Regions from separate parts of the Sus scrofa genome. Here all the other regions are linked to region 3. Evidence: chromatin contacts called from public Hi-C and HiChIP or PLAC-seq data. All regions are on one chromosome and are shown on one strand. Each heading gives the region's core, a stretch centred on a gene start, on an enhancer-like site or on the middle of the called end of the contact. The rest is flanking DNA. Distances are from core to core; before and after follow the strand shown. Region 1 overlaps PTPN2 (tyrosine-protein phosphatase non-receptor type 2). Region 2 holds the start of CEP192 (centrosomal protein of 192 kDa). Region 3 holds the start of PTPN2 (tyrosine-protein phosphatase non-receptor type 2).

Evidence for each region. Hi-C and Micro-C count contacts between places; a contact is called where the count stands out from the background. HiChIP or PLAC-seq counts read pairs in DNA pulled down with a chosen protein or histone mark.
Region 1: a contact with region 3 is called in an H3K27ac HiChIP or PLAC-seq map of alveolar macrophages. The contact joins the enhancer-like site here to the promoter of PTPN2 in region 3. A contact is called at or near these places in 3 of 5 promoter capture datasets (fetal liver, fetal skeletal muscle and liver), 6 of 47 Hi-C or Micro-C datasets (alveolar macrophages, blood, fetal liver and 2 more) and 2 of 2 datasets of contacts at active chromatin or transcription factors (alveolar macrophages and skeletal muscle).
Region 2: a Hi-C map of embryonic fibroblasts shows a contact between it and region 3, with 1.8 times the contacts expected there. The contact joins the promoter of CEP192 here to the promoter of PTPN2 in region 3. A contact is called at or near these places in 1 of 5 promoter capture datasets (liver), 14 of 47 Hi-C or Micro-C datasets (alveolar macrophages, blood, embryonic fibroblasts and 7 more) and 2 of 2 datasets of contacts at active chromatin or transcription factors (alveolar macrophages and skeletal muscle).

The regions. Positions count from the first base shown.
Region 1 is chr6:96,811,909-96,814,628 of Sscrofa11.1, forward strand. The region is part of intron 2 of PTPN2 (tyrosine-protein phosphatase non-receptor type 2); the gene reads left to right. Among named protein-coding and RNA genes, the nearest start is that of PTPN2, 43 kb to the left of the region's middle. Within about 2 kb of position 1,268, at least 39 of the 83 cell types and tissues checked have an H3K27ac peak or open chromatin away from gene starts, as enhancers often do. A contact at or near this core is called in alveolar macrophages, fetal liver, liver and 1 more, where this site is marked.
Region 2 is chr6:96,732,353-96,735,353 of Sscrofa11.1, forward strand. CEP192 (centrosomal protein of 192 kDa) reads right to left here and starts at 1,448. Exons shown (of 54, transcript XM_021096019.1): 1 at 1,179-1,448. The coding sequence starts at 1,289.
Region 3 is chr6:96,768,561-96,771,431 of Sscrofa11.1, forward strand. It overlaps PTPN2 (tyrosine-protein phosphatase non-receptor type 2), which reads left to right and starts at 1,304. Exons shown (of 9, transcript XM_021096023.1): 1 at 1,304-1,872. The coding sequence starts at 1,711.

The DNA of each region.
Region 1 (2,720 bases), core at 18-2,517, 43 kb after region 3:
TGGTTGAGCTCTCAGTGGGTAGGTTATCCTCCTCTGTCCAGTCTGCCCACTGTCCTGCTGCTCTTCTCTCCTGGAAACTCTCATGTGCTTGGGGGTGGTTGTGGTGCCTTGCACATCCCTCAGGGCCCCTGCCCACCCCCAGCCCAAGTGTGCCTTCCTCCTCCCCATTGGCCTGCTCCCTGGCTCCTGGGGCAGTGAAGTTCATTGCTTGATAGGATTCTTTTCTTTTAAAAAGCTTTGAACAAAGCTTTTTAGTGTCATATTGTCCTCTTGTCCGGCTTGTGGGACTTGTGTGCTGAGTGTTGGAGGTGGTAAAGGTCAGGAGCAGACCATGGAGGGTGCAGGGAGGTTGGCACCCAGCAGAGAAAGGAAGTCACAGGCAGGTCCCCCATGAGAGCGGTGTGCGCAGTGATGAAGACAGGGCCGGGCCAAGTGGTGGCCTTGCTGTCCCTGCTTTTCCAGGGCATGACCTTGGCTCACGAGTGTCAGTAAGATGAGCAGAACATTGCACAGGTGTCGGGGTGGAACAGTGACCAGCCAGCTGTGTCCTTCAGCCGAGAATGACATGGTGGTTATGTCGGCAGTGAAGGATCCTGTGGCAGGTGGCTTTTTCTCAACTGCAGTGTTGACACTCTGTCTGATGCTCATCTGTTCCCTTGTCACATGGCACTTAGTGCTTATGGGGACCTGGCTTTAGTTCCAGCACCGCTTTTGGTTTAGCACTTGATTTACAAGAGAAAATTCATGTTTTTGGTGCCTCACGCCTTCTCCTTGGAGGGTCGAGGAAGGTTGACACAGCTGTCGCACGTGCTGTGTTCCTGGCAGGGAAGTGCTGTGTACCATGGAAATCCATGCTGCAGGCCACTGTCCTCTGTGGAGATTGGGGGCGGGGGTGGGGGCAGAGTCTGTGCTGTTCTGATGGTCGAACTTCTTCCCAGCTTCTGTTAATCCTGATCTCTCTCCAGTAAATGTGAACCCTTCCTATTTGACCTGACGGACTTTCCAGAAGATATCTTTGTAATAATGATAAAAGGTGAAGCCAGTTGCGGGGGGTGGTGTTTAAAAAAAGCTCATTGTGACAGTGTTGAAAAGGCTGCTCAGCTCTGTTGTCAGCTACGGCTGTGGTTCGAGCCAGTCATTTCTTGACAGATGCCGCCGTTTCTCAGAAAACAGCCCGAGAGGGCGGGGCCGAGGGAGCTGGCCCCTCTGAGGCCGCCGCCTCCCCAGGCTGCCACCTCCCTGGCAGGAGGAAGCGCTCATCCCTGCGTTCTGCCGCTGGTGGTTGTTGAGCAATTAGGTTTCCTGTGCAGTGTGGTCTGTTTGCTTTAGTGGCCTGTTGTGTGGCAAAGTGAGAATCCCTGTCACTTTCTCCCTCTGTGGACCCTTTGAAGACAGGGCAGGGAGATGGCCGTCCCCTAAGGAAGGTTGCGGGTGCTGCGACTGGGGACCCAGAGCTTAGGGGGCTCTGACATCTTGACACTCATCTCAGAGGTTCCTATGCAGAATTAACTCCTCTGGGAGAGGAGCAAGCATGTGGCTTTCTGGGTTTTTCCTAATTCGGAAGTTGAAAGTTTGATTTGGAGTGAACCCTTCAGACTTCGCACAGACCAGCTGTGACCTGGGGGAGGAGACCCTCAGGTTTAAGGGGACCTGTGTCACTTGCAGGTATTTGTATATAGTTTTAAAGGGATATGTTTTATTTAATACAAGAAACTCAGTTTTTTCTCTACACAGATTAAGATTCTCTTCTTAATCAAAGAGTTACCTACTTTTCATTTTTTATTAATCTTAATGGAAGAATTAAAATGGTGTAGGTGTATCGGAGAGTTTTTTTTAAAAAAATCAGTCAGTCCTGAGTTAAAAATATAGGTTGAGCAAACATTTCTTAGCCAGTCCTGAGTAGCTACCGCTTTCCCAAGGATTACCTTCCTTTCGTAGGGGTGCCTTTAGGGTAGCACCCTGCTCCTCACTGGTCAGCGCTGGGGCTCCAAGGAATGGCTCTGTACTTATGTGGGTGTGTGATTGGTGTTTTTTATGAACCATAGTGACACCTGGGGTCCATGTTCACACCGGAGGGAAAAGAACAGTGAGTTCAGAGGGCAGGGTGTTGGTACCCTTTAGAGGGCACCTCTGTCTCTGCCCAGGCCTATTTCCTCCACTGCCATGGAAGGGTCTGGAGGACCTGCCAGATAAGCCCCAATTCCAAGGGCTATGGAAGGGAACCTGCCTGGTGCTTATGCATTCTTGCTTCTTTTGCCAAATTGCTTTTTTCACTTGTGCAATAGACATGATTAATCTTTGGGGTTTGTGTTTTTTTTGTGATTACAACATGAGGAAATACATTCCTTTGGCATTATATTTTAGTGGGACTTGAATTTTAGGGAGGCTGTAGCATTTTAAAAGCACATGTTATTCTCTTGATATGTGTTATCTAGAAGGTAGATGGTCTTTATTTTAATTATGTAGCTGACCTTTCTACTTTCTCCCATAATATAACAGTTAAAGGGTAATCAGACTATTAAAAAGAAGTGACTTTTTTTTTTTAAGTGTTGACATCATCTTTCCGAGAACACTAGTATCAGTAATTTACTATAACAAGATCTTCCCTTTTCCTGTTGGCAAATGGCATGTAATATTTACAGAGGTCTTGGGTTCAATCCTGCAGAAACATCTCAGATAAATTGTTGTGTGAAACTGAAGCTAAATTGACATGTGAAACT
Region 2 (3,001 bases), core at 198-2,697, 36 kb before region 3:
AATCCACAGGTGTGGCAATGCCAGATCCTTAACCCTCTGTACCACAGTGGGAACTCCAACAATAAGCCTTTGAAAATTTTTAAGTTTAACTTAAATATTTCCTTTACAGGAAAGCAATCATGATACATGCTACATGTATAAACTTCAAAACATTATGCTAAGTGAAATCAGGCAGTCACAAAAAAGATAAATATTTTAAGATTCCACTTATAGGAGTCCCCAGAGGAGTCAAATTCAGAGACAAAAAGCAGATAGGTGGGTGCCAAGGGCAGGGGGACTTTTGAGTGAATGTTTAATGGGCACAGTGCCAAATCAAAAGGTTCTGGAGATGGATGATGGTGACGGTAGCACAAAGATATGAACGTACTTAATACCACTGGACTGTATACTTAAAAGTGGTTGAGAATTTTGTTATATGTACTCACTACAACAAAACAACAAAAATTTGAACTGCACTGATGATGCCCGACATGGACGATAATAACACAATACTCTTCTACGTCGGTTGTAATACAAGCCCAACAAGGCAATCTACAGATTATTCTCAAAAGCTTTTAAAAGATGCACTCATTTCTCTACTGGAATGTGCCTAAGGCAATCACCGGAGAAATACAACAAGCTAAGTTAATGATGATTTTCACTGCAACACTGCTGGCGCACAAAGCTACTAGAAGACCGAGTACTCAGCGGGTAAGGAAACCTGTTCTGTTAACAGACATTAACGCTATACCCAAACGGAGGGCGGAGGGCCAGCCCCTCGCAAGCCAACTCGACAGCCGGAGGAGCGAGCTCTCACCGCGCGGCCTGTCTGCGGAAGGGCGGGGACGCCGCGAGGACAAACCCAAACGGCGCGGATGGCGACTCTGGGACCCAGGGCCCGGGTACGGGCCAGCCACAGCGCTCCCACCGAGAAGGGCTGACCCGCGCGCCCGGCGTCCCCCACGCGGGGGCGCGCACGCCGCCGTGATGCGTACAAGCACGCGCCCCCTGCGGCCTCGGGCGACGGTGATCCCACAATACCCGGGGGGAAGACAGAGGCTGCCCACCGGCCGACCTCCAGGCCTCGTGCCCAGGAGTACGCCTCACATCGGGAGGACCGAACTCTCCACGCGCCTCTCCGCTCCAATGGCGGGCCCCGCACGCTCCTGCCCCACTTCCGGGCTCGGCCCCGCGCGCACCTTGACGCTCTGGTCGCTGGAGCAGGTGGCCATCCGCCGCCCATGGAAGTCGAAAGACACATCGTGGATGAGATCCTTGTGGTCCGCCGCGATGCTGCGCGCCACAAACATGGCTGCGGCAGGCTCCTCCCGCCTCCGAGAGGGAGGCGCGGCTGCGCGCGGACCGCAGCCCACTGGGACCAGGGGCCAGGGCGCGCGCAGCGGTGCTTCCCGCGTGCTGCTTGCGCGCCCCGGGCTGCGCGGCGCCCCACCCCCGGCCCGTCATTCCCTGCGAGGCCCCGCCCCAGCCCGTCATACCCGAGGGGTCCCACCCCTACCCTATCACACCCTGCGAGGGCCCGCCTCGGCCCGTCATACCCCGCGAGCTCCGCCCCCAGCCATCCATACCCGGCGAGGCCACGCCCCCCAACCCCTTATATACCCCGCGAGGCCCCGCCCCAGTCCGTGAGACTCCCTTCCAGGCCCCGCCCCCCAGCCTCATAATCCTCAGACCTTCCCTGCCCCGGCCCTCCCTACCCCGCGAGGCCACACACCCGCCCCGCCTGTTACACTCCGCGGGCCCCGCCCCATGTCCGTCAAACCCCTGGGGGCCCGCCCCACCCCTCCCCCCGGCCGTCAAGCCCCGTGAGGGCACGCCCTGCCCACCATAACTCCGTGTGCCCCCGCGCTCAGCCCAACAGAGCCCCGTAAGGCCACGCCCCAGTCCTTCGTACCCCAAGAGATCCAGCCCAAGGTCGAGCAACCCTACGAGGCCCGCCCCGCCTCGGCTCCGCCTATTCCGCGAGGCCACGCCCTAGGCCGTTACGCTTCGCTGTCACGCCCCGGGCTCGTCACAATCAGCGGGACCCTCCTGAGCCTGTCCTTCCCCTCGGAGGCCTCACTCTTCCCCGCCCTTTGAGCTCACGGGGTCCCTTGGCCTCTTGGGACTCCCGCCACCATCTGAAGAAAGTTAACTGACTGTCGATGTGTAGAAATTGGGGAGGATGCAAAGGTTAAGACTGCTGTCAGCAGGCCTCTGTCCTGACTCAATATCCTCTGCCCCTGTTCGCTGACGCGGTGCTTGGAGCGGGTCAGGGGGGTGCACACCAGAGTGGGCAGCGCAGACGGGCGTGCGTCTGGCTGCGGCAGGGAGGCCGGACTGCTGTCTGGGAGATGCCCCCACCGGGAGGTGGGGAATGCTTGGTCTTGCTGGAAGTGCCTTCACGTGCCTGCCCCCCACCACTAAAAATGGTCAGTTTCTATTGGCGTTTCAAGAGGCAAAGCCCCAAATCCCTGAGTTGCAGGTATGAGTACTAAGAACTATTATAACTTATAAGTTCAAAGGCACTCATTTCCAAAGAAAGTACTGTCTATGAAAGTCCTATGGATTTACAGGAGCTTGTTAACTGAAGTTTAGCACTTGCCATCAGCCTCTATTGCAGCTGCCCACCCACAGTACCCCCTGACCTAAGCTCAGGGTGGAGACCAGGACTGAGGCTTCTGCGCTCTGGGAAAAGTGGATGAACAGATCTTCAGACTATTAGATATTTTTAGGGGAAGGTTTTATGAGCCCAATTATTGCATCTTCTCATATCTAGAAAAACACTGAAATTCATTCATGATGACTAATGTCTGTGACTAGTAGTAACCTTCACAAGACCAGCAGCAAACTTCTGTAAAATGTGTGCAAGGCTACATGCACCTCCCCCTTCACCTGTATGACATGTCTTGATATTCCTCCTTTCCTCTTTGGAAAGTTAGTGGACAAAACAAAAGATGTCATCTGTGAGAACAGCTACTGCCAAGGGTGGGCCAGTCAGCCCTGAGGGAACTCAGGAAACCAT
Region 3 (2,871 bases), core at 54-2,553:
CTGTAGTAGTCTTGGTTTATACAGAGAAAGGGGAGAGGGATGTTGGTTGGGCAAGCTGATCTAGTAGGATTTTTGCTGAAGGTGGGCCAGATGTCACTTGGGGGACGGCAGAAGATGAGGAACCTGATTTAAACTGTAAATGCTCAGATACTGAGATTCGGGGACTCCTAATGGAATTCGACAATGCAGAGAGAAACTGGGAACTCCAAAAGCCCAGACCTCGCTGAGAAAGAGCTCAGAGGACTCTATCATTTCACTTTAATTAAAATTTAACTTTTTTTTTAGGGATGCATCTGCAGCATATGGAAGTTCCCAAGCTACAGATTGAATCGGAGCTGCAGCTGCCAGTCTACGCCACAGCCACAGCAGATCTGAGCCACATCTGTGACCTACACCACAGCTCACAGCAATGTGGGGTCCTTAACCCACTGAACAAGGCCAGGGATGAACCCACAACATCAAGGATACTAGTTTGGTTCTTAACCCACTGAACCACGATGGGAACTTTGGTTAAATTTAACTTTTATTTAGTGGATGCACAGCTAAAGTTCTTCTAACCCTTCACATTACTTACTGAAGGTGATATAAGATGTTCTAAGCACGTGAGCTTCCCAACAATGGATTATCTTAACATAAAGTGAGATGATTTTCATCATCAGCAGTTTGTTTGGTAAAAGATGATTTGTCCTTTTCAGAGGTAACACTAGCTTTTCAGTTGTGGAACATTTACAAGTGTAGTCTCCAACCTCCAGAAGAGGTTACCTCTTCTGCTATAGCGGTTTATTTGGCACAAAACCCGAGGCTGCGCAGAAGCTGGCCTCAGGTCTGGTTTATTTCCTCCTAGAGGAGAAAGTGGGACACGGGTCTAAACTGACCTAGATGACATTTAAAATAAAGTTCAGGGAGTTCCCATTGTCGCTCAGTGGAAATGAACCCAACTAGTATTCATTAGGACTCAGGTTTCATCCCTGGCCTTGCTCAGTGGGTTAGGGATCCGGCATTGCCATGAGCTGTGATATAGGCCACAGATGCAGCTTGGATCCTGCATTGCTGTGGCTGTGGTGTAGGCCAGCAGCTACAGCTCCAATTCAAACCCTAGCTTGGAAACCTCCATATGCAGAGCAAGTGGCACTAAAAAGACAAATAAATAAATGAAGTTCAGCAGTTTCTGTTCTGGCTCAGCAGTGAAGACTCGGACTAGTACCCATGAGGATGCTGGTTTGATCCCCGGCCTTCCTCAGTGGGTAAAGGACCCGGAGTTGCCATGAGCTGTGGTGTAGGTGGAAGAGGCGGCTTGGACCTGGTTGTGGCTGGCAGCAGCGCTCTGACTGTACCCCTAGCCTGGGAACTTCCATATGCTGCACGTGAGGCCCTAAAAAGCATAAACCCCTCCCCCAAAATCAGTTCAAGCAACGCTGTTCTAAAAATTAAGACTAACAGGGAAAAAGACATGGGACGGCAAGGAGGAAACAGGTCTCCCCAGCACACTCGCCAAGCGACGAGGCCCAGAACCCCGGCAGCTCGCCTTCCGCGTCCTTCGCCTGCATATCCGGGGTTCCTCCCGGCCCCGCCCCCTCCACCTGGGCGCCGTCAGGACCACGCCTCCCCCGGTGCCCCGCCCGCGTGGCGCAAGCAGCGCGCTGACGTCACGCACCAGGTACTTTCCCCGCGCCCCGGTCTGCGAGGGGGCGGGGCGGGCGTGGAGCGCGCATGCGCGGCAGCGGCAGCGCGCTGCCCGGATCGTGCGGGGCCCGAACCTCTCCGCCGGCGCAGGCTCCCTCGCGCCAGCTCCCTCCCGCCGCCATGTCGGCCGCCATCGAGCGGGAGTTTGAGGAGTTGGACGCTCAGAATCGCTGGCAGCAGCTATACCTGGTGAGTGGAGGGCTCACGCAGCCGCCGCCTGCCCCTCCGAGGACCCGGCTCGCGCCCGCCAGCGCCCGCCGCCTCCCCCGCCTCCCGCTGGGGCGGAAGTGGCCGCGCGCGGGCCGCGTCAGGACGCGCGTGCGCCGCCTGGGCCTGGGCAGCAGGGTACCGGCGTGCGCGCAGGCGCAGTCGTCTCCGGGGGCGGTGCCGGTGGCGGGCGTGGGCGGGGATGCGGCGGGGCCCGAGGTGACGGGGCTCGGGGTGACAGGGGCGGGGGTTCGCGGGGAGGGGCGTTGCGGCGCGCCCGGTTTGTCTCGGCGTTCGGGGAGGAGCTCGGGGAGGTAGGGGGTGCCGAGAATGGTCGCCCCGTGCCCCATCCCGACTTCCGCGCGACGTGAGGGGTTCCCCGCCCGGGCGCTTGTTTCCCCAGGCCCTCCTGGGTTACAGTCCTTTCCGCGAGGGAACGAGCTCTATGTTGGCTTCTCAGGCTACCTGCCGAGCATTTCACTTCCAAGTGTACTTGAGTTAAGCTCTTTTAAAATGACTCGGTTGTCTGTTCTCCACCGTTTAATCATTAGCACGTTGTTTCCAAGATCGTACTGAGTGGTTGGTGAGTTAATGCTGCTCCCGCGGTCGCTCTGCACAGTGAAACGTCAGAATTAAGGCTTTCCTGTAAACCGCAGTGATTCCGGACTTTCCCCCTTCCCATTTAATTAGATGACAGTTTCTCTTGTGTTCGAGATGTAACGTTTTCTTCTTGAACACTTTAGCAGGAAGTGTAATAAATACCCTGATTCACGTGGTTGGAGTGTGGAGAATTGGGTATTAACTTTAAGGACTTTTCCAGCTATAGAAAGTTTTAAATGCAAATTCTCGTAGGAAGCTTTATGTGGGAGCCTTCCAGCTATGTCTTGTGCAGTTCTGTTTGTTTTAGCCGAGGCTCCTGTCCCCAAATTGTTAGTGGTTTATTAGAATTCATGTTTGAAGAGAGAAAGCTGCCTGTTGCAG